Linked DNA regions of Mus musculus: regions 2, 3, 4, 5, 6 and 7 are each linked to region 1. A link is a contact called in public HiChIP or PLAC-seq and promoter capture Hi-C data. All regions are on one chromosome and are shown on one strand. The core of a region is the stretch at or near the end of the contact, and the rest is flanking DNA. Distances in the headings are between cores, read along the strand shown. Region 1 holds the start of Ddx56 (DEAD box helicase 56). Region 2 holds the start of Sec14l2 (SEC14-like lipid binding 2). Region 3 holds the start of Slc35e4 (solute carrier family 35, member E4). Region 4 holds the start of Tbc1d10a (TBC1 domain family, member 10a). Region 5 holds the start of 4921536K21Rik (RIKEN cDNA 4921536K21 gene). Region 6 holds the start of Rnf215 (ring finger protein 215). Region 7 holds the start of Gal3st1 (galactose-3-O-sulfotransferase 1).

What was found. Promoter capture Hi-C pulls out the DNA fragments that hold promoters and counts their contacts. HiChIP or PLAC-seq counts read pairs in DNA pulled down with a chosen protein or histone mark. Capture Hi-C pulls out chosen DNA fragments and counts their contacts.
Region 2: a contact with region 1 is called in an H3K27ac HiChIP or PLAC-seq map of hepatocytes, with 36 times the contacts expected there. The contact joins the promoter of Sec14l2 here to the promoter of Ddx56 in region 1. A contact is called at or near these places in 1 of 39 promoter capture datasets (liver) and 2 of 115 datasets of contacts at active chromatin or transcription factors (astrocytes and hepatocytes).
Region 3: a contact with region 1 is called in a promoter capture Hi-C map of adipose tissue, with 8 times the contacts expected there. The contact joins the promoter of Slc35e4 here to the promoter of Ddx56 in region 1. A contact is called at or near these places in 1 of 39 promoter capture datasets (liver), 1 of 115 datasets of contacts at active chromatin or transcription factors (astrocytes) and 2 of 9 other capture datasets (adipose tissue and liver).
Region 4: a contact with region 1 is called in a promoter capture Hi-C map of liver, with 5 times the contacts expected there. The contact joins the promoter of Tbc1d10a here to the promoter of Ddx56 in region 1. A contact is called at or near these places in 3 of 39 promoter capture datasets (cranial neural crest, liver and pre-B cells), 1 of 115 datasets of contacts at active chromatin or transcription factors (embryonic stem cells) and 1 of 9 other capture datasets (liver).
Region 5: a contact with region 1 is called in a promoter capture Hi-C map of adipose tissue, with 6 times the contacts expected there. The contact joins the promoter of 4921536K21Rik here to the promoter of Ddx56 in region 1. A contact is called at or near these places in 1 of 39 promoter capture datasets (embryonic stem cells), 1 of 115 datasets of contacts at active chromatin or transcription factors (astrocytes) and 1 of 9 other capture datasets (adipose tissue).
Region 6: a contact with region 1 is called in an H3K27ac HiChIP or PLAC-seq map of double positive thymocytes, with 17 times the contacts expected there. The contact joins the promoter of Rnf215 here to the promoter of Ddx56 in region 1. A contact is called at or near these places in 1 of 39 promoter capture datasets (liver) and 1 of 115 datasets of contacts at active chromatin or transcription factors (double positive thymocytes).
Region 7: a contact with region 1 is called in an H3K27ac HiChIP or PLAC-seq map of embryonic stem cells, with 6 times the contacts expected there. The contact joins the promoter of Gal3st1 here to the promoter of Ddx56 in region 1. A contact is called at or near these places in 2 of 39 promoter capture datasets (both in liver), 1 of 115 datasets of contacts at active chromatin or transcription factors (embryonic stem cells) and 1 of 9 other capture datasets (adipose tissue).

What each region holds. Positions count from the first base shown.
Region 1 is chr11:6,266,441-6,270,587 of GRCm38.p6, reverse strand. Ddx56 (DEAD box helicase 56) reads left to right here and starts at 2,859. Exons shown (of 14, transcript NM_026538.3): 1 at 2,859-2,928; 2 at 3,009-3,170; 3 at 3,617-3,777; 4 at 3,906-4,076. The coding sequence starts at 2,869.
Region 2 is chr11:4,117,350-4,120,919 of GRCm38.p6, reverse strand. Sec14l2 (SEC14-like lipid binding 2) reads left to right here and starts at 2,191. Exons shown (of 12, transcript NM_144520.2): 1 at 2,191-2,295. The coding sequence starts at 2,242. It overlaps Gm51934 (a long non-coding RNA gene), which reads right to left and starts at 2,571. Exons shown (of 3, transcript XR_003949841.1): 1 at 1,960-2,571.
Region 3 is chr11:3,912,518-3,916,127 of GRCm38.p6, reverse strand. Slc35e4 (solute carrier family 35, member E4) reads left to right here and starts at 1,464. Exons shown (of 2, transcript NM_153142.3): 1 at 1,464-3,559. The coding sequence starts at 2,941.
Region 4 is chr11:4,184,771-4,188,395 of GRCm38.p6, reverse strand. Tbc1d10a (TBC1 domain family, member 10a) reads right to left here and starts at 1,563. Exons shown (of 9, transcript NM_134023.1): 1 at 1,297-1,563. The coding sequence starts at 1,505.
Region 5 is chr11:3,893,204-3,896,784 of GRCm38.p6, reverse strand. It overlaps 4921536K21Rik (RIKEN cDNA 4921536K21 gene), which reads left to right and starts at 1,659. Exons shown (of 3, transcript NM_026150.3): 1 at 1,659-1,945. The coding sequence starts at 1,698. It overlaps Dusp18 (dual specificity phosphatase 18), which reads right to left and starts at 1,545. Exons shown (of 2, transcript NM_173745.5): 1 at 1,268-1,545.
Region 6 is chr11:4,132,382-4,136,500 of GRCm38.p6, reverse strand. It overlaps Rnf215 (ring finger protein 215), which reads right to left and starts at 1,341. Exons shown (of 9, transcript NM_027859.3): 1 at 938-1,341; 2 at 544-687. The coding sequence starts at 1,228.
Region 7 is chr11:3,981,982-3,985,919 of GRCm38.p6, reverse strand. It overlaps Gal3st1 (galactose-3-O-sulfotransferase 1), which reads right to left and starts at 2,284. Exons shown (of 4, transcript NM_016922.3): 1 at 2,080-2,284; 2 at 762-979. Gm46265 (a long non-coding RNA gene) reads right to left here and starts at 755. Exons shown (of 2, transcript XR_001780153.1): 1 at 673-755; 2 at 1-613.

The sequences.
Region 1 (4,147 bases), core at 1,610-4,109:
TTCGTGCTAAGTCACCCTCATCGGTAAAATACTGCAAAGAACTAACAACAACAGGTTAGTGTTGGCTCCTGAACAGTAAACCGCTCTGACTGAGCTTCAGTCACCCTCTTCTGTACGAGCCTCATGCAATTAGTTGCCTCTTCTTGATATTTTATTTCATAATTTTATTATATATTTATTTGGAATATTTATTAAATTTCTTTTTCTGACTTAATAGAACTAAATTCTCCCTTTGTTTTTTTTAAAAATTTTTTTGTGTGTAGGTACTCTACCATATATGCAAACATATTTTACACTTGGAGTATATGCAATTTTTTTTTTTTAAGTTTGTAAAGAGGAAGGCAAAAAAGTGAACAAAAGATTCTATATATCCCTCCTATTTTTATTCTGGATGGCCACTTAACCACCAGAAAACTTCCTCAGGTACTTAAAATACCTTTGTAGTTTTCTTCAGGTTAGAGTTAGTATTAGAAGTTAGATGTCAGAATTATTTTGTTTTTAGGTGATTGAGACAAGGTATTTATTATAGCTTTGGTGTAAACCAGGCTGGCCTTGAACTCACAGAAATCCACCTGCCTCTGCCTCTAGAGTGCTGGGATTAAAGGCGTGTGCCATCGCGCCCGGCTATTGTTTTTGAGAGTCCCGAGGTGGAGCTTGTGTTGGTCTTTAAGTCAGGGTCCTCCTGGCTCTGATCTTCGAGTGTTGGGGTTTTATTGTGTGGTAAGATGCCCAGAAATAAAGTGTCCTTTGGATGACTTAGATGTGTAGATCAACATGAGGTTTTGTTTTTTTTTTTTTGAGATAGGGTTTCTCTGTGTAGCCCAGGAACTCACTCTGTAGACCAGGCTGGCCTCGAACTCAGAAATCCGCCTGCCTCTGCCTCCCAAGTGCTGGGATTAAAGGTGTGTGCCACGACTGCCCGGCAACATGAGGCAACTTTTCTGCTCTGATGTCTCAAGAATTGTAGCCAGCAAAGTAGACTGGACCTGAGAGAGCGAGAGGCTAGAAAAGGCCAGGCCAGGCATCGATGGGTTTGTCCACAATAAACACATTGGAGCACCAAGCTCTGAACAAGCAAGTTTCTTTCCTGTTGATTCCTTTCCACCACACCCCCTATCCCCACCTTGGAAACAAACAGATTTCTGGCAGCATTCAGTTATGGCCAGATTCAGTCGTGTATGTGAGGGATATGGTAGGTAGGAAAATGACTGCCTCAAAGGTATTTCCATCCTAACTCCTGAAACTTGTGAATGCCATTCAGCATGGCCAAGATTGCTGACCAGATAACTTTAAAGTAGGGAGTTAGTCTAGATCAGTCATTCTCAACTTGTAGGCCATGACCCCTTTAGGGGTCAAATAACCCATTCACAGGGTCCACCTAAGACCAGCAGAAAAGACACATTTACATCATGATTCATAAGAGTAGCAAAATTACAGTTGTGAAATAGTAAAAATGATGTTCTGGATGGGGGTCACTTCAACGTGAGGAACTGTATTAAAGGGTAGCAGCATTGGGAAGGTTGAGAAGCACTGATCTAGATCATCAGTTTGAGCTCACTGCAGTCACAGGTGCCAGAGTCCAGCGTTTTGCAGTTAGGCTTCTAGCCCCACCTTAAGTCTCCCCCTTTTCCTCTCCTTTGCTGCTGATTGAGACTCTAAGGCATCATGCACGCTAGGGAAGTGCTCTACATTGATCCTGTTGCCCACTTAATGACCCCTTTTATTGGTCTTTTCCTTCAGCTCAGCCCCTCCTGTTATCAGGAGGGCTTTCCCTTTCTTAATAGGTGGTCACTATAAGACCCTGTTGGTAAATGTTTTTAGTCCCCACCAATCTCTTTTCTGTTATTGCCCTAACAATAGTTACAGCGCCCAGAAGAAATGGGCCTAAGGTCAACTGACACTTTTTTGGCTTTAGGTGTTTTAAGAGGTCCCAAGGAAGGGTGGTAGTGCATGCCTTTAATTCCAGCACTAGGGAGGCTGAGTCAAACCAGTCTGGTCTACCTACCAAGTTCCAGGCCAGCCACTACATAATGAGGCCATGTCTCAAAAAAACCAATCAATCAATCTTCCCCAGGCAGTGATGGCACATGCCTTTAATCTCAGCATTTGGGAGGCAGAGGCAGGCGGATTTCTGAGTTTGAAGCCAGCCTGGTCTACAGAGTGAGTTCCAGGACAGCCAGGGCCACACAGAGAAACCCTGTCTTGAAAAAAACAAACAAACAAACAAAAAAAAAAAAACAAAAAAAAAACAAAAACAGAAGAAAAAGTCCTAAGGACATTCCCTGGTAAGGAATTCTCAAAGAATGGGCCTTATTAACATGTGTAACAAAGTCTGATTTTCGTTTTCTGGGAAAGATGGTCCCAGGAAGGGTTCGAGTCAACTTGGCTCTTCTTCTAAGAGCTGTTAAGGATTGCACCGCGTGTTGGCAGTATTTGTGAAAATCTTCATAGTAGCTGAAGGCCTGATTTAACATTTATCTTAGGTTAGCAACTTGTGCCGCGATTTCTGCCCAGTGAGATTTGCCTCTGGTTACCCACAGAACCCTAATTCCTTTGCGCATGTGCCTAAGTGGCGGCTGCCTCCCTTTAGCCAAAACGCGGTCGATCCCAACCATAACCTAGCAAAGCCCTGCCCACGTCACTCTGTGGGTCAGGGAAGGCTGAGGCGCCAGAGAAGAGGCATCCACAATTCGGAGGGCGTTCAAGGGACAGCATTGCGGAACGCTCCTGCGCAGAGCCAGCACAAATTGGTAGCAACGTCGGACACCCAGGAGAAAGTACTTCCAGGAAGTGACGTACCTTCCAGAGCTGATTAGTTGTTGGTTTGTCCCGCCCTACGCGTGCGCACTGACAGCGTGGAGTCACGCCATGGAGGACCAAGAAGCGCTGGGTTTTGAACACATGGGCCTGGATCCCCGGCTCCTGCAGGTATGGGGTAGGCTGTGGAGCTGCTACCCGGTGTGCCGCTGTACTCCACGCCGCTTGAGCTGCGTCCTCTTCCTTCTTAGGCTGTCACCGATTTGGGCTGGTCGCGACCTACGTTGATCCAGGAAAAGGCCATTCCTCTGGCGCTGGAGGGGAAGGACCTCCTGGCCCGCGCCCGCACAGGCTCCGGGAAGACCGCAGCTTATGCTATTCCGATGCTTCAGTCGCTTCTCCACAAGAAGGCGGTGGGTAGCGAGAGGAGCAGTGAGTATGAGGCAGGACGCTCCAAAAGAATAGGGAATGAAGTGCCCGACTGTGCCAAGGTTCCTCCTATAGGTCCTGTGTCAGTGTTAGGCGGCCCATAGAGAACTTGGTCAATTTGCAGCTTAATCTCTGAGCTGGAGTTCAGGTTACTTGGCTCTCAACCCGGGCCTTGGTGCCACGACCGCCATCCTGTTGTAATTTTGAGTAACCTTTTATCTAGAGGGGGACTCATCAGCTCCGTAGTACGTTAAGTGATTTCAGCAAGTTCTAAATTTGAGTGCCTGGGAAAGCTCTGCCCCCTGTGCTGTGAGGTGGGCAGAATTAAGAGTTTATCAGGACACAGCTAGGTGGTTGTGTTGCAGTACATGGTTCTGACTGTTTGGGCGGACCCAGTACTTTGAACGGTCTTGAATTGGTGTTCTTACAGACAGGTCCTGTAATGGAGCAGGCTGTGAGAGGCCTTGTTCTTGTTCCTACCAAGGAGCTGGCACGGCAGGCCCAGGCCATGATCCAGCAACTGGCTGCCTACTGTGCTCGGGATGTGCGAGTGGCTAACGTCTCAGCTGCAGAAGACTCAGCTTCTCAGAGGTGGGTGAAACCTGCAGGCCTCCAAAGGGAGAACGCTTTGCAAGTGTGTGCCCTTGGTGGTGTGAGTGGCTAGCCTGGGCAGGTCTGCCAGGGCGAGGGTCTGGCTGCTAAATCCTTGCCACCTGCAGAGCTGTGTTGATGGAGAAGCCAGATGTGGTGGTGGGAACCCCATCCCGAGTGTTAAGCCACTTGCAGCAGAACACCTTGAAACTCCGGGACTCCCTAGAGCTGCTGGTGGTAGATGAAGCTGACCTTCTTTTTTCCTTTGGCTTTGAGGATGAACTCAAGAGTCTTCTCTGGTAAGGAAGAAACAGAAGTGGCTCCTAGACCTGCAAGGGTCTGGACTTGGGACTGGAGTGGAATGGGTGGG
Region 2 (3,570 bases), core at 942-3,441, 2.1 Mb after region 1:
CCCTTCATCAGATCAGGAAGCCACACTAGGGGCACAGCAGGGTCCTTTCCTATGCCAAGAACAGGCCTATTGCCACCTGCCTTGTTTCTGGGTGAGGAGAGACAGGTGGGAGACCTGGATTTGAGGCAGCTGAGGTTTACCTCTGCATTAATGCCAGCATGAAGGAGGGGTCCAACTGATACTTTCCCATCGCCCAGTACCCTACATCTGTCATGCTATTGCTGACTTTGGGCAAGCCATGGCCTCCTTGAGCCTATTCCCCACCCTGGCCCCCATCCCTGCCGCTGTGCTGTTAGGCGAGGCCACATGAGCTTTGTGAGATGGGGCTGACTTCACTTTCCTTCCAGACCACCCCCAGCACAGAGCGTCAAGACCCTCCCCTTCTGTCCCCCCTGCTTTCCCCTCCAATACTTGTCATTCTTTGAGCCCAGGCTGGCCTTCCTACCTTAGCCCTGAGTGCTGTATTACATATGTGTTCCACCATGCTCCATCCATGTTTATAGGAGCAGGATGCAGGGTTTGTAGGACTCTGATAACTGAAGCAAGGCAGTGTGTCCCGTGGGTCTCACGGTCTAGAAGGTCAATGTTCCTAAGGAAGGTCGCACCAAGGTTTTAGGCACCACGTGTCCTGCCCCACCCTGGTCACTCTGCTGCCTCCACATCTCTGACTGTAGCTACACTTTGCACCTGCCACCAGAACTTAGCTCAGGCTACTGTGCCGAAAGAAGTTGAGGATTGTCTTCTTCTTGGCCATCTGCCTTGCTCTTGTGTTCTCTTTAGTAAGTTTGGGACCAAAAGGTGGTGTCTAAATATTCCTGGGTTCCAGAACAATGCCTCCTGCTTGGCATACAGTAGGAAGACAAAATGGCCCTGGCCCTGTGACCAGGTATCACCATGGAAGTAAGATCAAAGTGGCGAGGGCTCTAGCAGGAGAAGGCTATGAACTCTATTGTGTGAGCCAGAAGTAGTAACTGGGGGGCGGGAGGCAGTCTGATGGTATAGGCTGGACAAGAGGCTGCTAGGCTACAGCTGTCAGAGTCCACCCACTCACTAGTCAAACTTGTCACTAGCGGGGAGTCCGCAGGCTCTTGGCCAGAGCTGGGAAGCAGATAAGCACAGCAGGGCTGCTGTGGGCTCTGGCTTCCAGTGTGGTTTCCTCTCTGTCTAGCCTACGGCCAAGATCTGGCTAGGCAGCCAGCAATGGACAGCAAGGAGGTGGCCACAAGAAGTCAAACCTGAGAATTGTGTACATTAACTTCCATTAGCCTCCTGCCCATGATCACCCTCGGTTAGAGAAGAAGCAACAGTGCAGTGAGGCAAAGGACCCCGTAGACACCCGTGGGACACGGGCCCTCAAACCTGAGCCTCCTCACTTCCACAGAGGAAGCAGAGCATGCCAACTGAGATGTGAGAGCTTCAGGTGTGGCTCCCAGAGAGCAGGGAAGATCAGACGCAGAGACCTGGGTCTTAGTGGGGAGGCTGGTCTTCCTTTCTCTTCAGCTAGATGCCATGGTCTTTACCATGCCTGCTCTGCAGGTAGAGGGAAAAGGCTGTCCACTCCATTTGGTTTATTTGTTTGTATTCTGGGCTTGCCTCAAGCCCAATAAATAAGCTAAGGGTGATCAGAACTTCTGCTTCTCCAATGCTGGGATCTCAGGTATGTGTTGGAATGTGCCACTATGACCATGCAGTGCTGGGAATCCGACTTAAGGTCGTGCGCGTAACTCAGTGGCAAGCCTTCTGCCACTGAGTTACATCGGCAACCCTGGGGGTCAACTCTCACTCCCAAGCAGAGCTGGTAGTAGTGACCATAAGCAGATGGCAGAGTGAACACCACAGTTCCTACAGGCAGAAAGACGCTTAAGGGGCATCCCTTTTCAGTGGGCACCAGAGAGCTGTCAACATTTTGGGGTAAGGAAAGCTATGAGAGCAGCCCGGTCCAGCCTTGTGGAGTCGCACCTTAGAAGACGTCGTTTGCTAGAGCTTTCCAGCTTCCTCTTGGTTAGGATGAGGATCCAGACCCAAGTAGCTCCTCAGGTGTATGAGCAAGCATTCTGGCTCCAATCCAGGGCCTCTGCGCGTCTCGCCCCGCCCCTCGGGCTCCTTTAAGAGGCGGGTCTTGGCCGCCAGCCCCGGGGCCTCGGCCAAAGACTGGGACTTTACTCCAGCGGCTGCGGCGGCGGCAAACGAGTCGGAGCTCCATCAGCTGCCGCAGGCACCGCGCCCCAAGGCTGAGCCACGATGAGCGGCAGAGTCGGTGACCTGAGCCCCAAACAGGAGGAGGCACTGGCCAAGGTGAGCTTGCTCTTGGTCTGTCTGTGGCCCTCGCTCCTGGCTGAAAAGCGGCTGTAAGGGACTGTCCTCGCGGGCGGGCGACTGATCGCCCCCGCTTGGCTAGTGCCCAGCGGACCGCTTCTCCTTCAGGGTGAGGACCTCGGGAAGTTTGGTCATCGCGATCTTCAGCATGAGCAGCCCCAGAGGTGCCCCCTTGGGAAGAAGTGGTTGCTTGGAAGCCTTGGGAGGCAGCTGAGGGCACAAAGGCAACATTCATCCTCCGGGCTGGCAGGGACTGGTAGCAGGGCCGTGGGACAGGGGCAGGGCCCCAGGTTTCCTCCCATTTCCGGGAGGTTTTTCTCTTTTGGGGCAGTGGCATATGGAAGGGTCCCTGACAGTTCCTTGGCAAACTCCCCCTAGCTCTTTCAAGGCACTAAGTCACTGTGCGACCTTGGGCCAAACCCTGTCCTGTGTGCTGTGCTCTTCGATGAAATTAGAGGAGTTGTCTGTCGGGCACCTCTTGTGTGTGAAGTCTAAGATGTCCGGGATTCACTAGGTTGGAATCCTTTCGGAGAGAAGAGCTCTCCCCACCCTGGCAACCCAGACCCTTGCCTGAACTTAGTGATGCCACTCAAAAGGAAAGGACCTGACCAGGCTTTGCCTTGGCACCTGGGCAGACAGGGACTTATCTACTCCATTCAAGTTCGGGAGCTGGCACTTCTGGCCAAAAGACTTTATCTCCTCAGTTGCACGGGATCAGAATTGATGGGGTCCAGCCCCAGTGTTCCCAGTTGTGCAGTTTCTTATTTATTCCAGAGTGTGGCAGCAGATGTGGCTGCTGTGTGTGACTTTTTTCCCATGCCAGGTTTGCTGCTGACGTGCAGGCTAAGTCTGTTGGGCATAGGTTTGGTGGGGATTAAGCCAGGGGCTAGGTGAGGTCCTTGGTGAAGGGTGGCCTTCTGCTTGTTGTTTAGATGACCATTGTCCTAACTCTGGGAGCTGCTTTTGGGGGATGGGAGGGTCTGATTAGACCTAGCTGACCTAAGGCAAAGGGCAGAGGTGGCCAGTCCTCATTGGTCCTCTCTGGAGGTGTCCTACAGGTCAGTAACCAGATAAAGGTCTCTGCTGTTGTAGGAGGCTTGGGGCTGCCTGTTTACTACTGGGTAGTGAGAGATCAGGGATAGGGGTGGCTATCCTGGGTCACTGTCCACCTCCCTTGGTGGCTTTCCTAGTATGTTTCCCTTTTGTGGCCACCTGCAGGAGCTGTCTGCTCCATCATGGTTGTCCACCCCCCTC
Region 3 (3,610 bases), core at 215-2,714, 2.4 Mb after region 1:
TCCCTCAGAAGTGTTTCCTGCACCCCTGGCTTCGCAGGGAGGTGGGCCCCTCATACAGTAGGGCTCAAATTTGAGGGGTGCTGTGGGAGGCATAGGCTGCTCTGAGATCTTGAGTAGACCCTAAGGAACGTGAATGAGCCCTCTACCCCAGTGATATCCTCCTTGAATCCGGGCCTCCTGGCTCTGGATCCACAGTAAAATACAGTCTGATGTTGAGACAGGTTAAAATGGGTTTCTGAGGCTAGAGAGATGCTCAGTGGTTAAAAGCATTTACTGGGCTGGAGAGATGGCTCAGCAGTTAAGAGCACTGACTGCTCTTGAGTTCAATTCCCAGTAACCACATGGTGGCTCACAACCATCTGTAATGGGATCCGATGTCTTCTTCTGATGTTTCTGAAGATAGCTACAGTGGTGTATGCATATACATAAAATAAGTCTTTTTTTTTTTTTTAAAGCACTTACTGCCCTTGCAGAGGACCTAAATTTGGTCTTTAGCACCCACATAGTAGTTCACAGCCACTAGTAACTTCAGATGCAGGAGATCTGATGCCCTTTTGGCTCTGCAGGCACCGGCCATGCACATGGTGCGCACACTCACATGCAGGCAAATCACTCATCCATATAAAATATCTAACAAAAAAATTGTTCAAGGAGCTGGAGAGATGGCTCAGCAGTAGGAGAACTGGCTGCTCTTCCACAAAATCCAGGTTAATTCCCAGCACTCACATGGCAGCTCACAACTGTCTGTAACTCCAGTTTCAGGGGATCTGATGCCCTCACAGACATCCATGCATAGTTACAGATAGACAGACAGGCTAAACACCAATGCACATAAATCTTTTTAAAATGGGCACAGAAGTGGGCAGAGGCACCTGCTTGTAATCTCAGCATTCCCATACAGACATTCACACCACTAATAATAAACAAAAAATTTAAATAGGAAGAAATGCTTTTTAATTCAAAGAAGCTTAGTGGATAATGGATTAAAAATCCCAGAGGAATATAGTTCACTGAAAGCCCAGATTCCTCTTCTTAAAAAATGTGTGTGTGTGTGTGTGTGTGTGTGTGTGTGTGTGTGTTGGAGGGGGGAGGGGAGAGGCTCATTCAGTTTCCCTCCCATAACTCTTCTTGGAAAAACTATCTAAATGCCCCAGATTTTGATCCTTTCCCTGGAAGTCTCCTACCTACACTCTCTGCCCTTCAACTTGGGTTACTCAGCAGAGATCTACGGGTTCCCGCGGGTATCAGACTCATCGGAGGCAAGTGTGACAGTGTAGATTCCTGGTTCATCTGGGACAGAGATCTGATTTAGGTCTCAGGTGGGACTGGCTTATTTTCACCTGAATTTCTTTGGGAAGGGATTAGGAACGCTTGCAACAGTGCGGAGTCACGACCACCAGAGGGCGCTGCGGGCCGGGCTACACAGTTGCGCTTTGCGATCTTGTTTCTCTAGGCAGGTTGTCATCCAGGACTTGTTTGACAACAGAGCCGGGTGAGGCCTGTGCAGGTGAGCGGGAGCTTCCCCAGAAATCCAATTACCGGAAAGAGTCCAGGATGGACCTTGATTCTTGCTCACGCGTTGGGCTGGGAACAGGTCCCTGGGTTTCAGCTGCTTACCCTAACCTGAATTCAGGTGGGAAACCCGGGAACCATCCAGGATTCTGCTCCGTGGGCCTCATGAAACCCAGCTGTGAGTCACCTCGGAATGCCTAGGGAGCAGCACATAAAGTCGGCTAGCTCGGGATGGATGCCGGCCCGCTGTACCCTGCTTCCCGGAGCTGTGGTTAGCTTTGGTGATTCATTTCCCCTTCTGCTGCCCCAGAGGGGGCGCCGCCCTGGTTTGAGAGGGGGAGAAAAGATCTGGAGTGGAATGGAGGGGGAACAAGATGAGGCAGCCTTAAGGGACCACGTGGTCTAGCTCCGTTGAATTCCAAGATCTCAAGGAGACCTTTGTGGTCTGGGATCAGGTGATGTGGTATGTCTCACTTCAACGCCCTGCTTCTCGACGATGGCAGACAGCTTGGGGACGGCTCTGCAGAGTGCCCAGGGTTTCCAGCACTGGATACTGGTCTTTTTAAGGAAGGCTCTACTTGGCGCTGGAGACAATCCGGATTCCGGTTGGTGGCTGGTACAACCCACACTCTCCACTAAGGGATTCGCGGCCGCAGCTGCGCAAGCCAAGTCGGGAGGCGCAAAGGCTGTGGGAGGGGCTAGACGTCCGCCGGGCTCCGGGGCTGGTACTCGTGGGCGGGGCCCGGGCTGAGCCCAACTTTCCGGGTGGAGCGCAGCTTCGGTAGCGGCGGAGAGGGCAGGGCCGGGAAGCGCTGAGCCGCGCGGGACTCGGGAGGGACTAGAGCCCGGCGCCCGAAGCTGCCAGATCCACCGCGGGAGCCGAGCGGCAGCCAGAACAGCCAGAGCATCCTGAGAGGCTGCAGCCAGTCCGAGCTCGCGATTCCGCGTCCGCCGGCCTATCGGCGTCTATTCCCGGTCCAGTAAAAGGCTAAAGGGGGCTGGGGGAGGGGAGCGACGGCTGCAACCTCCGTTCCCACGCTCGGAATATTATCGACCCTGCCAGACCTGGTCCGGGCCTGAGCACCAAACACGCAGGCGGTCGGGGTCAGTCAGTGACCTCATCCTGACAGTCTGGGGACCAAAGATGGAAAAAGACAAACGGATTCGGTGTGAAAGCATCGCGTGAGCTTAGGGCGCGGAGAAGAGAGAAGGCCTCCCCTGGTGCGGGAGGTGCCCAGGGCTTACGAGGCCTGGGTGGACACCAGCCAGTCCGGCATCTTAGCAGCCACGACCTTCTTCCCTGACCAGAATTATCGGCTGGCTCAGAGTCTAGCACCTGAAGTGTTGCCCTCTCCTGTCCGAGGAATCAGGACCAGGCTCAGCGACTCCCTGGAAAGCCTGCCTCCTGCCCCAGCCCCACTGGTGCGGATGTGCCGCTGCCCACTGGAGCACCATGAAGGCATGATGACCTCAGCCGAAGCAGTTGCTGTGGCTGGAAGTGCCCAGGAGCATGGCCGCCCCAAGTGGCCTCCGGACAAACCCCAGGTCCTTGGGCAGCCTGCTCCGGCGAGAGTGGTTGTGGCAGCACTGGTGTGGCTGTTGGCGGGAGCCAGCATGTCAAGCCTCAACAAGTGGATCTTCACAGTGCATGGCTTCGGACGGCCCCTGCTGCTTTCAGCACTGCACATGCTGGCAGCCGCCCTGGCATGCCACTGGGGGGCCCAGCGCCCCGTGCCGCACAGCATCCACCGTCGAGTGCTGCTGCTCAGCCTCACCTTCGGTACCTCCATGGCGTGCGGCAACGTGGGCCTGAGCACTGTCCCCTTGGACCTAGCACAGCTGGCCACCACCACCACACCACTGTTCACAATGGCCTTGTCTGCGTTGCTGCTTGGCCGAAGACACCATCCTCTGCAGTTTGCTGCCATGGGCCCGCTCTGCCTAGGGGCTGCATGTAGTCTGGCTGGAGAGCTCCGGGCACCTCCAGCTGGTTGCGGCTTCTTGCTGGTGGCCACCTGTCTGCGAGGCTTCAAGTCTGTTCAACAAAGTGAGTGCCTGGGTCTCCACCTGAGGAGGTGGGGGGTGTGGCCGTGATGTT
Region 4 (3,625 bases), core at 314-2,813, 2.1 Mb after region 1:
GACAGATCCAGTGGGTGGGAGGAAACATAGGTCAGAGGCCTGGATTTAAAATTTTCTCCTTCTAAGGAGGAGGAGGCCTCGTGAATAAGAGACTCTTGGGGAGGGAGGGTGATATGGTGGAAGTGACATTTATATGGGACAGCTTCATGGAGTGGGTTCTTAAGATAATCAAGCACTTCTGTAAGTCCCAAGAACAGCTGGGGACATCCTGGGCAGTCACAATCAGTCAGAGGAGAGGGAGAATATATACTGGCGTAGGGCTTCCATGGTGCCTGTGAGGCTCTATAAACTGGGAGGTACACTATGACAGGGAGGCTTGTCAGTTCTGGGTATGGCGCTAGTCTCCTATCACAAGACAAGTGGAATGAAAGCAGGATCTAGAGGCCATCTTCCTGAAGAGACCACCAGATCGCATCCGCAGTCTCTGGGAGGGCGGGCTTCTAGGGGTTCTGCTGTGTACAAATCTGTAGCCCAACATGCTCAGCTTGGAGGGAAGGTGTTACTCCTGCCTCAGCTTTCTCTAATGGAAAGCTGGGTACCTGGTAGCTCAAGGGTGGGGTGCTGTCTCCCTCCTTCTCCAGTCCTAGATCTGGATTTGGGAAGGAAGGACATAAACACGGCAGCCTGGGAGTCTACTGGCTGGCTCCCCTGTGATGAAGCTGACAGGGGAGTCCTAGAGTTGAGGTGCCCTATAACTACTGGGAAGGAGTGTCGGCCCACCTGTTGCCTGTGACAATGGACAAAGCTGCCTTTTGGCAGAGGGTGTGTAATGAGGAGAGACCTTTCCATGATGAAAAGAAACTGGGAGTCAAGATGGGACCCTCTGGGAGGGGGCTGGCCAGTGTCAATCCTTCTGAGATATGTGTCTGGAGGTAAGGGTTAGCGCGACCTGGAATAGCTCGGAGTCCTGAAGTCTTAAGATTTCCTGGGGTGCCGATACTGAGGTGGCGAGACAAGGATTCTGTGGGGTAGGGGGAGATGGAGAATAGCTGTGGGCAAAGTATGGGGCAGCCATCTGTGCGCGTGTCAGGGGGTGGCAAAGCTTTAAGGCCAGAGTAACCTGCGAGATTATGAGCTGGAGATGGGAAACCCCCATCGGGGATACTCTCCTTGGAGGGTATGGATCAGTCGGTTTGGGGAAGACCAGGAGGAAGGGAATGGCCTTTCTGTTCGTAGGTAGAAAGTAGGCTGCCGCTTGCGGCGTATCTGTGGGGTTGGGACAGTGGAGACACGTTGGTGGGTCAGGCCCACGCCTGTGCTGGTCCCGCGCCCGGCCCAGACCCCAGAGCTACTCACGCGCCCTCGGCGCCCTGCGAACCCACGATGAATCCGAACTTGTCGATGCGGCGCTCGGCGAAGCCGTTGGCCTCCGAGTCGGAGCCGAGCGAGCTCAGCTCGTCGGCGGTGGCGGCGTCGGGGCCCTGGGCCAGGCTTTCCCGGGTCCCAGACAGGCTCCCGCCTGCTGCGGGCTCGCGCGGCCCATTCTCTCTGCTGCTTTTCGCCATATCGGCCGCGCCCGCCACCAGAGCGCCAGCGGCCACCTCAGCCGCCTGAGCCGCCCGGCCTCCGCCGACGCTGCCGACGCCCCTCCCACGCACTGTGCCCATTGGCTGCCACAAAGCTGGGGGCGGATACCCAGGGAGCTCCCACCACGCGCCCAATGGGTGCCGAGGGTCCCGAGCCTCGCCCCTCCTCCAGCCTGGCGCCAAGTGGACCGACGTGAGGGGGCGGGACAACCGTCACCAAGGGCCCGCCTTCCCTGGCTGCCAATCACAAAAACTCACCTGGACTAGCTCGTCTGGCTTTTCCGGGTTGGCCCGGAGCTGGTGTGTCACCTGCTGCTGCTCTCTGGCAGAAGGTCTAGGGCTTCCCTAGAGGTCCTAAGGTCTCTGCCTCCATGGGAAACAGGGTCGTGGGTAGCGCTACTTCGCCAGGTCATTTTCAAGAACAGTGATGAGACGCAAGTGGGCTTAGGGATCTGAACCACCTGGCTGTTCTGCTTAGGGGGATGCAAATTAGCTCGTGGGAGACCCTATAAGAATAATACAGAACAGCCGGGCAAGATGGCTCACGCCTTTAATTTAATCTCAGCACTTGGGAGGCAGAGGCAGGCGAATTTCTGAGTTCGAGGCCAGCCTGGTCTGCAGAGTTAGTTCCAGGACAGCCAGGGCTACACAGAGAAACACTGTCTCGAAAAACCAAAACCCAAAACCAAATTATATATATATATATATATATATATATATATATATACACATACACACACACACACACACACACACACACACACATATATATATATCAGACCTAAGCTCTACCTTTTTCTTCCCAACACCTTTCTGGTGAGGGTTGATTTGTATTGTTTTTCTTTGAGATAGGGTCTCCAAAGTGGCTTTGACTTTACTATGTAGTCTAGGGCCCTCCCTGTCTCCCAAGTGCTGGGATTACAGATGTGGGCTATCCTGCCTGACTCCCCAATAGTTTTATTGAAATATGGTTAGCATACCACCACTTCCATCTATTTAAGGTATATACATACTTCCTATATTTAAATTCCATCACCCCACCGACACACCTACACATGCACAAATACATAAAAATTAAAGATAAATTAGGCATGATAACAGATGCCTGTACTCTGTAGGCTAAAACAGTTTACAAGTTCCGGACAGACTGACTGGGCTACAAATAAAAATCCTATCTCAAAAAAAAAAAAAAAAAAAAAAGTACAAAGCTGGGCGTGGTGGTTTTTATCCCAGCACTCGGGAGGCAGAGGCAGGCAGATTTCTGAGTTTGAGGCCAGCCTGGTCTACAAAGTGAGTTCCAGGGCAGCCAGGACTACACAGAGAAACCCTGTCTCGAAAAAAAAAAAAAAAAAAAAAGGTACAGTCCCATGGTTCTTTAGCATCCGTACAGAGTTGTGCAAACATTGCATCCTCCTCCTAGGAAATTCTACCGAAGAAAAATGAAAATAATGCTACCTGGTCAAATAGAGAGAAAAAGAAAAGAAAAAGAAAAAATATTCAAATGACTTTCACCAATTAAGAGTGTATAAATGTGGTATGTCCATACAATGGACATAATTCAGCCATGAAAAGAATAAAGCACTAATAAGTATGCAATGTAGATATATCTTGAAAGCAAAAAAGAAAGGGTAAGCAAGACAAGACCCTGTCTTAAACAAAGAAACAAACAAAAACTGAACACACAAAATCATTAATAATCATAGATACTGGAATATCTAGAAGCAGCAAATCTGTAGGTACAAAGAATAATGGTTACCAGAGAGTGAGGGAGGACTGGAAATGACCTTTACCGAATAGGAGTTTCTTTGGGGGAAAATGCACTTTTAGTACATGTCTTTTAGTACTTTTATACTTGCCCAATTTTACAGGTAGGTAAACCGAGGTTCTATAAAGTCAAGTCAGTTGTCTAAGATCCCAGGTTAGTTTATGGCAGTTCTAGAACCTCAGTTGTCACAAAATGCTTCTATTAGAATTGGGCTAATTGAGACTGGAGAGATGGCTCAGTGGTTAAGAGCACTGACTGCTCTTATGTGAGGGTCCTGAGTTCAATCAAATCCCAGCAACCACATGATGGTTCACAACCACCTGACGCCCTCTTC
Region 5 (3,581 bases), core at 410-2,909, 2.4 Mb after region 1:
AGAGAGACCGTGAACAATGGAAGGGACGGGCCTTAGGTCTACTGGGGTGGTTTCAGGAGAAAGAGGGTGGTTAGGAGCTGAGGGAGTAGAAGCCACTGAAAGAACATTAGGGTGGATATGTTCCGATTACGTTAAGTAGAACTGGACCCAAAGGTTAAAGGTGACAAGAGGGAAAGTGATATGCCAAGTCTTTCCATCTTCTCATAACCAGCCAGCAAGTCTAGCTGTTTTCAGCACACATGACTGGTGTCATCTACATACAGCACAGCTAGTGGAAACTCATGTTCTCTGCTCAGCTGTGTGACTTCCAACATTAATGACCTCAAAGTCAACTGAGAGCAAGTAGAAAAGAGCCTTGGTGATGGTCACCTGGAACTGCAGCATTCAGGAGGTAGAAGAGAAAGGTGGGGCCCTTGCTTTATGGGTCCTGCCCCCCAACAAAGAGCTGAGGAAACAAACTACAGGGTTTTTTGTTTGTTTGTTTTGATTTAATTTTTTCCTTGTCACAGAAACAAAGCTGTTTTCTTAAAATTAACCTTTGAGAAATCAGGATTTCCCAGGCAGGCCAGTTTCAGCTAGCATAAGGTCATGGCCTAACTTATCCTCTCAGAATGAAAAGTCATTCAGGTAACCTCAGGCCAATCAGTTATTTTTCCACTGTTCTGTCTCCCTGTTCCTGCCTTCCAAGGAATGTGACTTCCAAGTGACATTTGGTTTTGTTTCTGCTCTCTTCAGTCCCTTCAGAGGTAAAGTTAAAATGCAAAGCTTGTGGGAATGACAAATAAAGGCATTTGTTATAGAGTTGCAAAGATAGTAAGAAGCGATCACAGACAGTAGGACATGGTAGAGCAGACCTGGAAGCTGAAGCAAGATGTGGTGTTCCTGACCAGACTACTGGAACTCTTTCAAGAGTTTCAAGAGGGGGAGGGGGAGGGGGGGGGAGAGGGGAGGAGAGGAAACAGAAACGTCATCTCCATTTTTTACATTTTACAACCAACCAGGCTTTTGGCATCTAGTTAATTTGTAGCCGTGAAACCTGAGACTCGAGGAAAACCAGTTTTGTTCATCATTAGACAGCAAGTTCTGAAGGCTGATATTTCTGGTGGATTACACTTTCTGGAGAAAGTTGGCAAATATAGGTGGGGCGCTGGTTAAATTCTGGGTTATAAACGTGGAACAGAGTCCACAAGTAGATGAGTGGAAGGTGCCACAACAAGCCTAGGAAGCTTGGCCTCTCTACGTGGTGACAAGACTCAAACAATCTTACCTCCTTCCCTCAGTGCCCCCGAAATCTTTCAGGGCAGAGCCGCGGACGACCCTCTCCAAGAAAGAGAGGGCCCTTCATGATTCCGGACCTTGGTAGCAACGGCTTCTCCTCGCGGAACAATGGGCAGTTCGGGGCTTAGGGGGACCCCGCGACTGATTCTGTACCTCGAAGGACTACGCAGTTCCCAGGCGTTTGGGAAAAGCTGGGTGGGCTGCCTGTCTTCACAGAAATGCGCCAAGTAGCCAGAAGGACCATTGCTACACCCACCGCCTGCACGCCCCGCCCACTCACCCTTCGTCTCCTAGGCAACACGCCCAACAGAGCCTCACAAAGAACGCCTAAAGACTGTCACGCGGTCTGCTTGCCGGTTGTCTCCCAGGCAACGCACTCCAGTGTAGATAGTTGCTCTGCGACCGCGTGTCTTTCCACCATGGTTTTAGGTCTTGCTAGCTTTCCTGAGTCGCTCTCTAGCCAGTCAGAGACCGCTACACAGCCCAGAAGGCCTTCAGTCAAATGGGACTTGGGCTCGGATTACAGGAAAGGTACCGAAGAGACTACCGCTTCTGGTTCGAACTTCCGGCGCGAGAGACTGGACAGCCAGCCGGATCTTGGCCTCCACGTCCAACCACAGATCTACTTCCTGCGGCCGCGGTCCCCACTCCCCAAGTTGTTATTCAGGTGTGGCTCGGGTATACAAAGCAGTTGTCAGACCCGGGACCCCGTAAGGGAATCCGACTCACTTTGTTCCAGCCGTGTCCCCCCCCCAACCTCCGCCCTTAGATGTTCCTCTGATCGCAGCAATGTCTCCGATCGCAGGATTTTTCAGACTCAGGCCAACCCGTAGGACCTTCAGAAGCCCGTTTTCTGGGCCGAAGGCACTGTCCCGTTTCTAGCCTTCCGAATGAATCCTGACCCTGGCGTAGTGTAGGCTTGACGTCTGCAATTGGTCTCAGGCTCCAATCGACTTGGCAACTCCAGGCCTTCCCATTCTCCAGCGTCCTTGAAAAGCCTTCAGTTCCCCAATGTTTGACTCCAATCCTGTCCCCCTTCTTCAACCGGCATCAGCCAAGGATGTAACAAGTCCTACAGAGGATTTATTATGGAAACACAATTTGTTTCAAAAATGACCAGTATTTATTACTTGATAAATTTGGTGCATCACTAAGTAAAGAGGGTCTTTAAATATTTAGTCTCTTTTTGGTTGAAAATAGGACTTAGACTTGTGTGTAAATTCCTGACCGTTGACTCTGTCTTCCCATCCGCACCTGGGTATGTTGAGTCATCCTGCATAAAAACCAGAAAAGTGGAACTGGGTAGCTTTCAATGTTCGTTCCTTTGTATTAGCAAGCACAGCCTGACCACAGTTGTTCCTAACTCATAGGAAAATGAACTGGAGAACGTTATTAGAATCCCCCTAAAGGTGCTTTGTTTTCTTCTTAACTGAACGTGGTTGCACACGATTGTAATCAAGCACTCAGGTGCTGGAGGCAGGAGGATTGGAAATTCAAGGTCACTCTCAGTTCAAGAGGGAGTTCTAGGCCAGCCTGGATACACGAGACCTTGTCACAAAATATACATCTTTTTGTTTGTTGGGTTTGGTGGTGGTGGTGTTTTCTGTTTTTTTGTTTTTGTTTTGTTTTTGTTTTGTCTGACTATGAATGTATTTTATGATGATCTTATTCTGATGTGCTAACCAATAGAGACTGAGTTTAGTATAAGTTGTTATTTGTATTCCTTCTGTTCCTGTGTGTATCAGACAGCCATTTCTGTTTCAGTCAATTCATGTGTGGTTCTTCCCTTTTTGCTATTGTTTGTTTGGGAATCTGTATTCAGAAATACTTCACCAGCACGTATGTCATTTCCCTGGTTTCCTTTAGAGTGGTTTGCCAATCATTTCAAAAGTAAAATAAACTAAGCAACATCAACAACAACAAACCAAACAGAAGTCGGAGCAGCAAACCAATCACTGTGCTGGCTAGTTTTTGTCAATTTAAAACTACTAGTTTTACCTGGGATGAAGGAACATCTTTTGGGGAATTGTCTACAGCTGATGGCCTGTGGGCGTGTCTGGGGAGCAGTTTCCTAATGACTGGTGTGGGAGGATGTAGGGCACTGTGGACAGTGTCACACCTGCGCGGGTGGTTGGGTTGTATAAGAAGGCCAGTTGAGTAAGTCATGAAGAGCAAGCCAGTAAGCAGCCTTCCACTGTGGTCTCTGCTTTAGTTCCTGACTTCAGGTTCCTGCCCTTAGCTCTGCCTCAGCCTTATTTGATGAGCAACTGCAACCTGTAAACTGAAGTAAGCACTCTCTTCAA
Region 6 (4,119 bases), core at 92-2,591, 2.1 Mb after region 1:
CTCTCAGGAGCCCGACATCTGGATAGACTAGCTATAAGCTCCCTGAAGTCAAGCCAAAGCTAAGGGATGGTTTTGGAGGCCGAAGAGATAATGACAGCCAAAGGCAACACACGATGGTTGTGGACTAAGGCAATATTTAGTTATGGAACATAGATCACAACATTTTATAGATGCTAACTTTCCTACACCATAGTTACATAAAGAATATTCTTGATTTTAAGAAATTTGTACATTATCATGTGTGTGAGAAACTTATGCTCCTTTCATTCTGTAGGATCCAAAATTCTTTTCATTGGCCCTAGTCCTAGCAAAGCAGCTCTCCACCCTTGCCAGCTCCTATCACCAGAGCAGGTCCACTTTCCCCAGCAAGTCTCTCCACCTCCTCCCCATCACACTGCTTTGATGCTCCATACTGGTGTTTGCTGACCCACTCGGGCCCAGGGCTTCTCTGGAAAGGCTCCTCATAGGCCACCTGTTAGCCTGGCTCTAGCAGATGTTTCGAATGCATTTTCTTTCTCCCCTTCCCTCAAACACCCTTTGCACCTGCTGGACCAGAGCCTTGGGATATGCCTTCTGGCTACTGCCTTGATTCTCTTGGTGGAACTGGGCGACCTGCTCTTTGCCCACATATGCCACTGCAATCCAGCCATCTACGGGTATCTCTTGCTCAGCATCCACGACATCCATCTGTGTAACGAGGAGCCATGAAAAGAAGGAGGCAAGGGGAATAGAAGAGGCAGCCCGGGTCTGCCACAAAGCACGCAAGGTCAGGGTACGGGTACGGGAATGAGTGTGGAAGGGGCATGTGGCTGTCAGGTTTGCCAACTCCTGAAGGCTGGGAAGTAGTAGCATTCTGGGCTGTCAAGGGCTAGCTTCTGGATGAAGACAGCGGGGTCTATCCGAGGGTCATGGCAAGTTTAGGCGGGGCTGAGCTCACCAGCAGCAGGCGGCCACCCAGCAGAGGTTCCGGACCGTCTTCCGGACCGATTCTGACGCCCTCCAAAACCAAGGCGTCCTGCCGCGGCAGTTTCACATCCACTCGCACTGAGCGGGCTCCGCCCCGTCCCTCCCCGGTCGCCGGCTCGCTGCCGTCCGCCGCCGCTCCCGGGCCCATCAGGCCCAGCCACAAAGGCAGCAGAGGCAGCAGTAGCAGCAGCGGCGACGGCGGCGATGGGGGAGGGGGCGGCAACGAAGGCGACCTCAGCGCGGGGCGATCGGCAGAGCCCATGATCCGACCGGAGAGGTGGCGAGGCCGTAGTCTAAGGTCCCGGGGACCGGGAGAACAGAGTGAGCCAGGCCGCGCCGGACAGGGCGGGGCTCGGCACCGGGAGGGGCGGGGCCGCAGCCGGAGGGGGCGGTGCGGGGAGGGGGGGGCTGAGTTGGTGCTTGACAGCGAGAGCGCCTCCTGGTGGCTCCTGAGAAACCTAATGTAGGAGGCCTGAGGAGCTGCGATGGAGCAAATACCTTAGAGCCTTGGAGAGCTCACCAAGTTGTCTGTCAGTGGAGATAGGTGCGGTTGTCTCAGGATTGGAGAAATGTAGGGGCGAGGGAGGTATAAGGGTCTGGGCTGATTGACCTACGGTGTTGTCAAGGCTATGTCTCATCCTCCTCTGGGTCAGTGTTCTTTCATGGGATCAGCGAGCAGGCTGCAGAGAATCACAGAAAGCAGATGGGGAGACTGAGGCCATGGTTTTAAAGGAGCAGGGAGGAGGGCTGGGCACACGAAGCTGTACAAACCAGGCAGAGCCATAGTGGCACGGAGCACTGGGCTGTCCTCGCCTGTAAAATGGACTTGATCTAAACCTGCACTGCCTTGCTTCTAACATGATCGCCAGTGCTTACTGGAATGAGAAGGTTCCGCTTTTGTCCGAAAATTTGTCCTTCAGCCCAGAGGTTTGTGGTTGCTGGTAGCTGGCTCAATCTGAAACCTGAGCCTTTTACAAATTGTACCCTGATAAAAGGGCAAAGAGCTAATGAGCTGCAACACCCCCTCCCACTTTGTAATAAAATATTAAAATCTACAGAAAATAGAAACCTGGTTAGCCACCAGGATGCAATGACTAAAATATTCCCAGAAGGAGACAGAGATGTAGAGAAGAAGCTCGGCTGGCCTGCAAACAGGGAATTGACATAAAATCAGTCAGCACATATGTAAAATTGGTTGTCAGAGGAGGTATTGCACTTGGGGACCTGGGAGGAGGTGCTATGGCTTGCTCTTTGCTAAATCACAACAAAGTTAGGTACCACCGGGAAAAGACGTGAAATTGGACCCCTACTGCACCGTGCATAAGGAAAACCATGTGAATTAAAGACTCAAATACAACTTTAACATTTTAATAGAGAACACGATTTTGATGATTTCAAGTGCTTGAGAGCTGTTTGTTTGTTTTTTTGGTCTTGTTTTTTTTGTTTGTTTGTTTTTGTTTTTGTTTTTTTGTTTTTTCAAGACAGAGTTTCTCTGTGTAGCCCTGGCTGTCCTGGAGCTCACTTTGTAGACCAGGCTGACCTCCGACTCAGAAATTTTCCTGCCTCTGCCCCCCAAGTGCTGGGATTAAAGGTGTGCGCCACCACACCCGGCTTGTTTGTTTTTAATGACAGAAAAACTACATTATGATGGGCATGCCTGTAATCCCAGCACTTGGGAGGGTAAAGCAGGAGTTTGAGACCAGCCTATTATACAGTGAGACCCTCTTTAAAAAAAAAAAAAGATGTTAAATGACGTGTGTAGCAACTGGAGAGATGGATCAGTAATTAGAGCACTGGCTGCTCTTTCAGAAGATCTGGGTTTAATTCCCAGCACCCACATGGACTGCGAGTTCACAATTGCTTGAGAGTCTCAGAGGATCTGTCGCCCTCTTCTGGCCATTGTAGGCTACTGCATGTGTATGGTACACTTCATGCCTGTGCAGCAGGCCAACACTCATAGAATAAAATAAAAATGAAAAAAGTTCTTACATAGAAAATAGGGTTGGTAGGATGTCTCAGTGGGTAAAGCCTGGTGACCTGAGGGCCTGTGTTTTATCCCTGGGACTCATATGACAGAAGAAGAGAGCCAACTCCTGCAGTGTCCTTTGGCCTTCACCCATGACTTGACATTCCCCCACTCACATCCATATTTTGACGTACATTTCCACACATGTGCCATGATACATGCGATCTCCTTGCATGCAGAACTAGATATAAAAATGTGCTGGGCAGTTTTATATCAACCTGACACAAGCTGGAGTCATATGAGAGGAGAGAACCTCAGTTAAGAAAATGCCTCCAAGCCAAGCAATGGTGGCCCACACCCTAATCCCAGCACTCAGGAGGTAGAGGCGGCTGGATCTCTGAGTTCAAGGCCAGCCTGGTCTACAGAGTGAGTTCTAGGACATCCAGGGCATCCAGGGCTATGCAGAGAAACCCCATCTTAACCCCCACTCCCAAAAATGCCTCCATAAGATCAGGCTGTAGGGCATTTTCTTCATTCTTTATTGACAGGGGAGAGCCCAGTCCATTGTGGGTGGTGCTACCTCAGGGTTCTTGGTTCTCTAAGAAAGCAGGCTGTGCAAGCCATGTGGAGCAAGCCAGCAAGCCAGTAAGCAGCATCCCTCCATAGCCTCCTCATCAGCTCCTGCCTCCAGATCCCTGCACTGACTTCCTTCAGTGAGGGACTATGATGTGGAAGTGAGAGCCATGTAAACCCTTTCCTCCCCAGTTGCTTTTGGTCATGGTGTTTATCACAGCTATAGGAACCCTATTGGACAAAAAGTATTAATAAATAAATAGTATTTAAAAATAAATAATGTGCCCACGATAAAGTGAAAAATAGCACACTAAGGCAAAAGAAGGGCTGGGGAGACCACTCAGCAGGGGAGACTGCGGTGCAGGTGTGGGAACCAGCGATCACCTCTAAACACTGGTTTAAATATTAGGTGGCCACTGGGCTATAATCCCAGCTCCTGAAGCTGGAAACAGAGAACCCCTTAAGCTAGCTAGCTCAAGTCCAAGTGAAAGACCTGCCTCAGTGTATGAGTGGAGATCCAGCTAGGAAGACATGTACATGAACCAAAAAAACAAACAAACAAACAAACAAACAAAAAACCCTCCATGAGCATGGATGTAAATAAGTAAAGTGGT
Region 7 (3,938 bases), core at 1,035-3,534, 2.3 Mb after region 1:
GCAAATCACAGATGTCAACGAGAAACCAAACCACTCCATTAACACACAGACACACACAGACACACACACACACAGACACACACACACACACACACACACACACACACACACACACACAACCAGGGCTAAACACAGGAGTCCGTAATAAATATACTCGATACTTTATACTCGTCACAGTCTGAAGATGTACTTGACTGTGCAACCACACGGCATGGTAGACAAGGTTTATGGACGCACTGCACATGCCACGCACAACGCTCTGGCTAAGCAAGCACACCCACTGTCCATTGCAGGATGCCCTTAATACAATCCTGCTCCCAAGTCCGGAAACAGGGTGATCACTGGCAAGAAACTGTTTGTATCCTAACACTTAAAGGTACAGCTATGCTCTCTCAGTCTCTCTGGGAAGATCCAAAAGTGAGAAGTGTGCAGTCCTTAGCTCGGTGCTTGGCCCGGGCAGTGGATCTGGTTATGTTCATGGACAACTTAGGTCCTTTTAGATCAATAGACTTCAATGACCTATGTTCCCATGATTTATACACAACTTGCCTCAACTCGCATTCCACACCCAGTAAAATTGACAGAGTGCCCACAGAAAGACTGTGGGCCTAACCTCCCTGCCCACACCCAGTAAAATTGACAGAGTGCCCACAGAAAGACTGTGGGCCTAACCTCCCTATCCACACCCAGGGCAAGATGGGAGTGTCACAGAAAGGGTCTGACTGTGGGCCTAACCTCCCTGCCCTGGAGAGAGATCTCACCTGATGACTCCAGGTCTCCAGTCTGGTAACCTTTGGGGTACTTCTGCTCCATCCCGCTGTGTCTTCTCTAGTCATTCACATTTCATGGAGTCAAACCAAAGCAAGAAGCTTGCCCCAAGCCACTGAGGGGGCCTAGAGTCCCCCATTGCCATTGTCCTGTGAGTCACTGCTTTCCTGCAAGTGCTTGTTTGTTCTTCCTTGGAGCCCAGTGAGAGGCACTGTGAGTGACAGATTTATGAGAACTCAGCACAGAACCCAGGAAGCAAAAGAGATGCCCAGGAAGGCATCTTTCCTCCAGTTTGGGCAAGAGGACTTCTGGGTAGGGCTGGGATCCTGAGACAGGGACCAAAAAACAAAACAAAACAAAACAAAACAAAACAAACAAAAACGCACACTGTGGTTTGCAGTGAACTCAGCCATTTCCCAACGGTGTGACCTTCAGCAAGTCACTGACTCCTTGAGCCTCAGTATCTTCCCTCTAGATAAGTAGCAAGGAAGCCTGAAGGCACAGTGCAGATCAGCTCACCCCCTCCAGAGAGGAAGAGATTGAGTTCTGATCGGCTCTCCCTCCACACCCCTTTCCTCCTGAAGATTTCCAGGGCATCCTCACCCTCAGCCCAGTAACCTCTGGTGTCAGGTGTCAGTCCCTGCAGCCAGATGTGTGCCTGTCATCACAACCAGCTCAGGAAGGGGCGGGGCGGGGGGGGGTTAAAAAGAGAAGGCTCATGTTGGCCTCTCACTAAGGGAACAGACCAACCTGAGACCCCCTTATGGAGCACTGGTCCATGGCTCCGGAACCGTGTAGTTGTTGCATATAGGATCTTTCCTGTCCTAACTAGACAAGTCTGTCCTTGTCTCCTGGACTCACCTCCTTAGGGGCACACATATGAGAGGCCTTCCCCAAGCACAAGAGTCTGTCATTGCCCAAGGCCCCCCTCTCCCCGGTTTGTACTGTGACAGCCGCCTCTTCTGGGAACGCAGGTAAGGAGCGGGGAGATTCCTGCCTCCTTCTCCACTAGGGCCCAGGCCACAATGTCCAAGAGGATTAATTATTAACGAACTCACAGCACAACAGCTAACCTTCTGGAGCCCCACCCACCCCATTTTTAGGGACTCCGGGGGTCAGGGGAGGAGGGGCACCCAGAGCAGGGCAAGCAATCAGCCAGAGCCTGCAGGATACAGTGTTGGTGAAGCAGCTCTGCAGCATTTCTATATCCCTTGCTGGGCAAACACGATCCATCGATCCAGTAGGCAAGATGTTCAGGAAGTAGGCTGAGGCAGGGCACAGCCAGCGTGAGTACAAGACCTCCCGACATACCTTTGCCCTGTTCTCCTTGGGCTCCGGGTGGCAGGGGTCGGCCCCGGCCCCCGCCGCCGCCGTGGCGCTCACTGGGCGGCGGGGCGCACTCGCCGGGACCCGGCGCGCTGGCAGGCCTGGTCCATGCCCCCGCCCCGCCGCCGCAGCGGCTGCCGCACCCCGCTCTCAACACTCGCCAGGTGAGGCCAGCAGCCTGGCCCGGCCCCTGACGCCAGAGCCAATGGGCGCCACGGCCCCCTCCCCCCCCCCACCCCCTTCCCGTCCTCTCCCCTGCGCCGCCTGCCCAAGAGGCACAGAAGCTGTATTCAGCTCCCTGGGGCGCAATATTGCGCCCCCGCCTCCGGCCTAACAAGGACTATTTGTCTCCGATGGGCCAAGGGGTCCATTGTCCTACTGCCAGCCCAGAAGGGAATAGAGGGTGCCTGGGGCTTGGTGGTAGTGTTGGGGAAGGGAGCCTGGGCTCTGGAGAAAGGGGGCAGGACTAGTTGCCAGCCTTTTATGGACAGCACTGGAGCTCCTCAGAATCCAGTGGAACATAGGTCTTCCTAGCTCCCTCTGATGAGCCAGGAACACATTTGTGGTATCCAAGAAAAACAGGTGAAGAAGCGCCAGGATCCCTGGGCCGAGTCACTTACATGGTTCAGCTAACTTTCCTCTTGAGGATACCTCCTCTAGAGGTCTGGGCAAGTAAGTAGGGGCCTGTTTGAGTTCAGACTGTCCTTCATCCTAAAGGAAAACCAAGGATGGGAACTAATTTGGAATTAACCCCAGCTGTGGGCACTGCAGAACCAGCTGGCCATCGGGTGGCACATGGGCCACGTCAGAGTCCCACTACCCCCGACATTTCTAGGCAACCGTGGAATGGGGAAAATTCCACATCAGCCTGGCTGCCAGGCATTCTTCCATATCTAATGGGCTTGCTGCTCTTTGTCCTTGTGGGCCCTGAGTCACCTCCCAGGCTATAGGTTATGACTTTGAAACTCCTAACCCTTTGTTCCTGCCTCTTGAAACTGCCATGCCAGAACATGGCATCAGATAGAGCCCCCTCCCCCCATCCCACATATACAGTGAAGCCACCAGTTTGGGGGACCTTGGGGTCCACAAGCCAAAGCCTGCAAAACTCTTGCCTTCCTCTTCAGTTGAGGTGCAGCCATGGCAGCACAAAGTCCACATATGGGGCCAATACAAAACAGGTCTGTCAGGCTATCAGGTCCTTAGATTCAGGGAGGGCAAAGTCCAGCCTACCCTGTTTAGGGTATCACCGCCTCTGGGGAATGGCTATGGGAAAGATGTCCTGGGAAGGACTGAATGATCAGAACCCTGACCCTGTCATGATACATGGACAGTTCCAGGTAAGGACCATCATCAGAGGTACCTGGAGTGAGGGGACAGGTCCACAAAGGTCACAAGCTGAGATACCAGCAGTGACCTCACTTGGATGGAAAACTAGGCTATTGCTGCCCTTAGACCTCACGCTCACCTTCCACCTGTACTGGCTTGTTTTGGGTCAACACAAGCTAGTCATCAAAGGAGCCTCTCAGTCGAGGAAACACCTCCATGAGATCCAGCTCTAAGCTGTTCGTGGTGGTGCACACCTTCAATCCCAGCACTCGGGAGGCAGAGGCAGATGGATTTCTGAGTTCGAGGACAGCCAGGGCTACACAGAGAAACTCTGTCTCGGAAAAAAATGGGAGTGAAGGGGTGGGGAAAGAGATCCAGATCTAAGGCATTTTCTCAGTGATCAATGGGGAGGATCCAGCCCACAATGGGTGTTGTCATCCCTGGGCTGGTAGTCCTGGGTTCTTTAAGAAAGCAGGTTGAGCAAACCTTGTAAAGCAAGCTACTAAGCAGCAACCCAC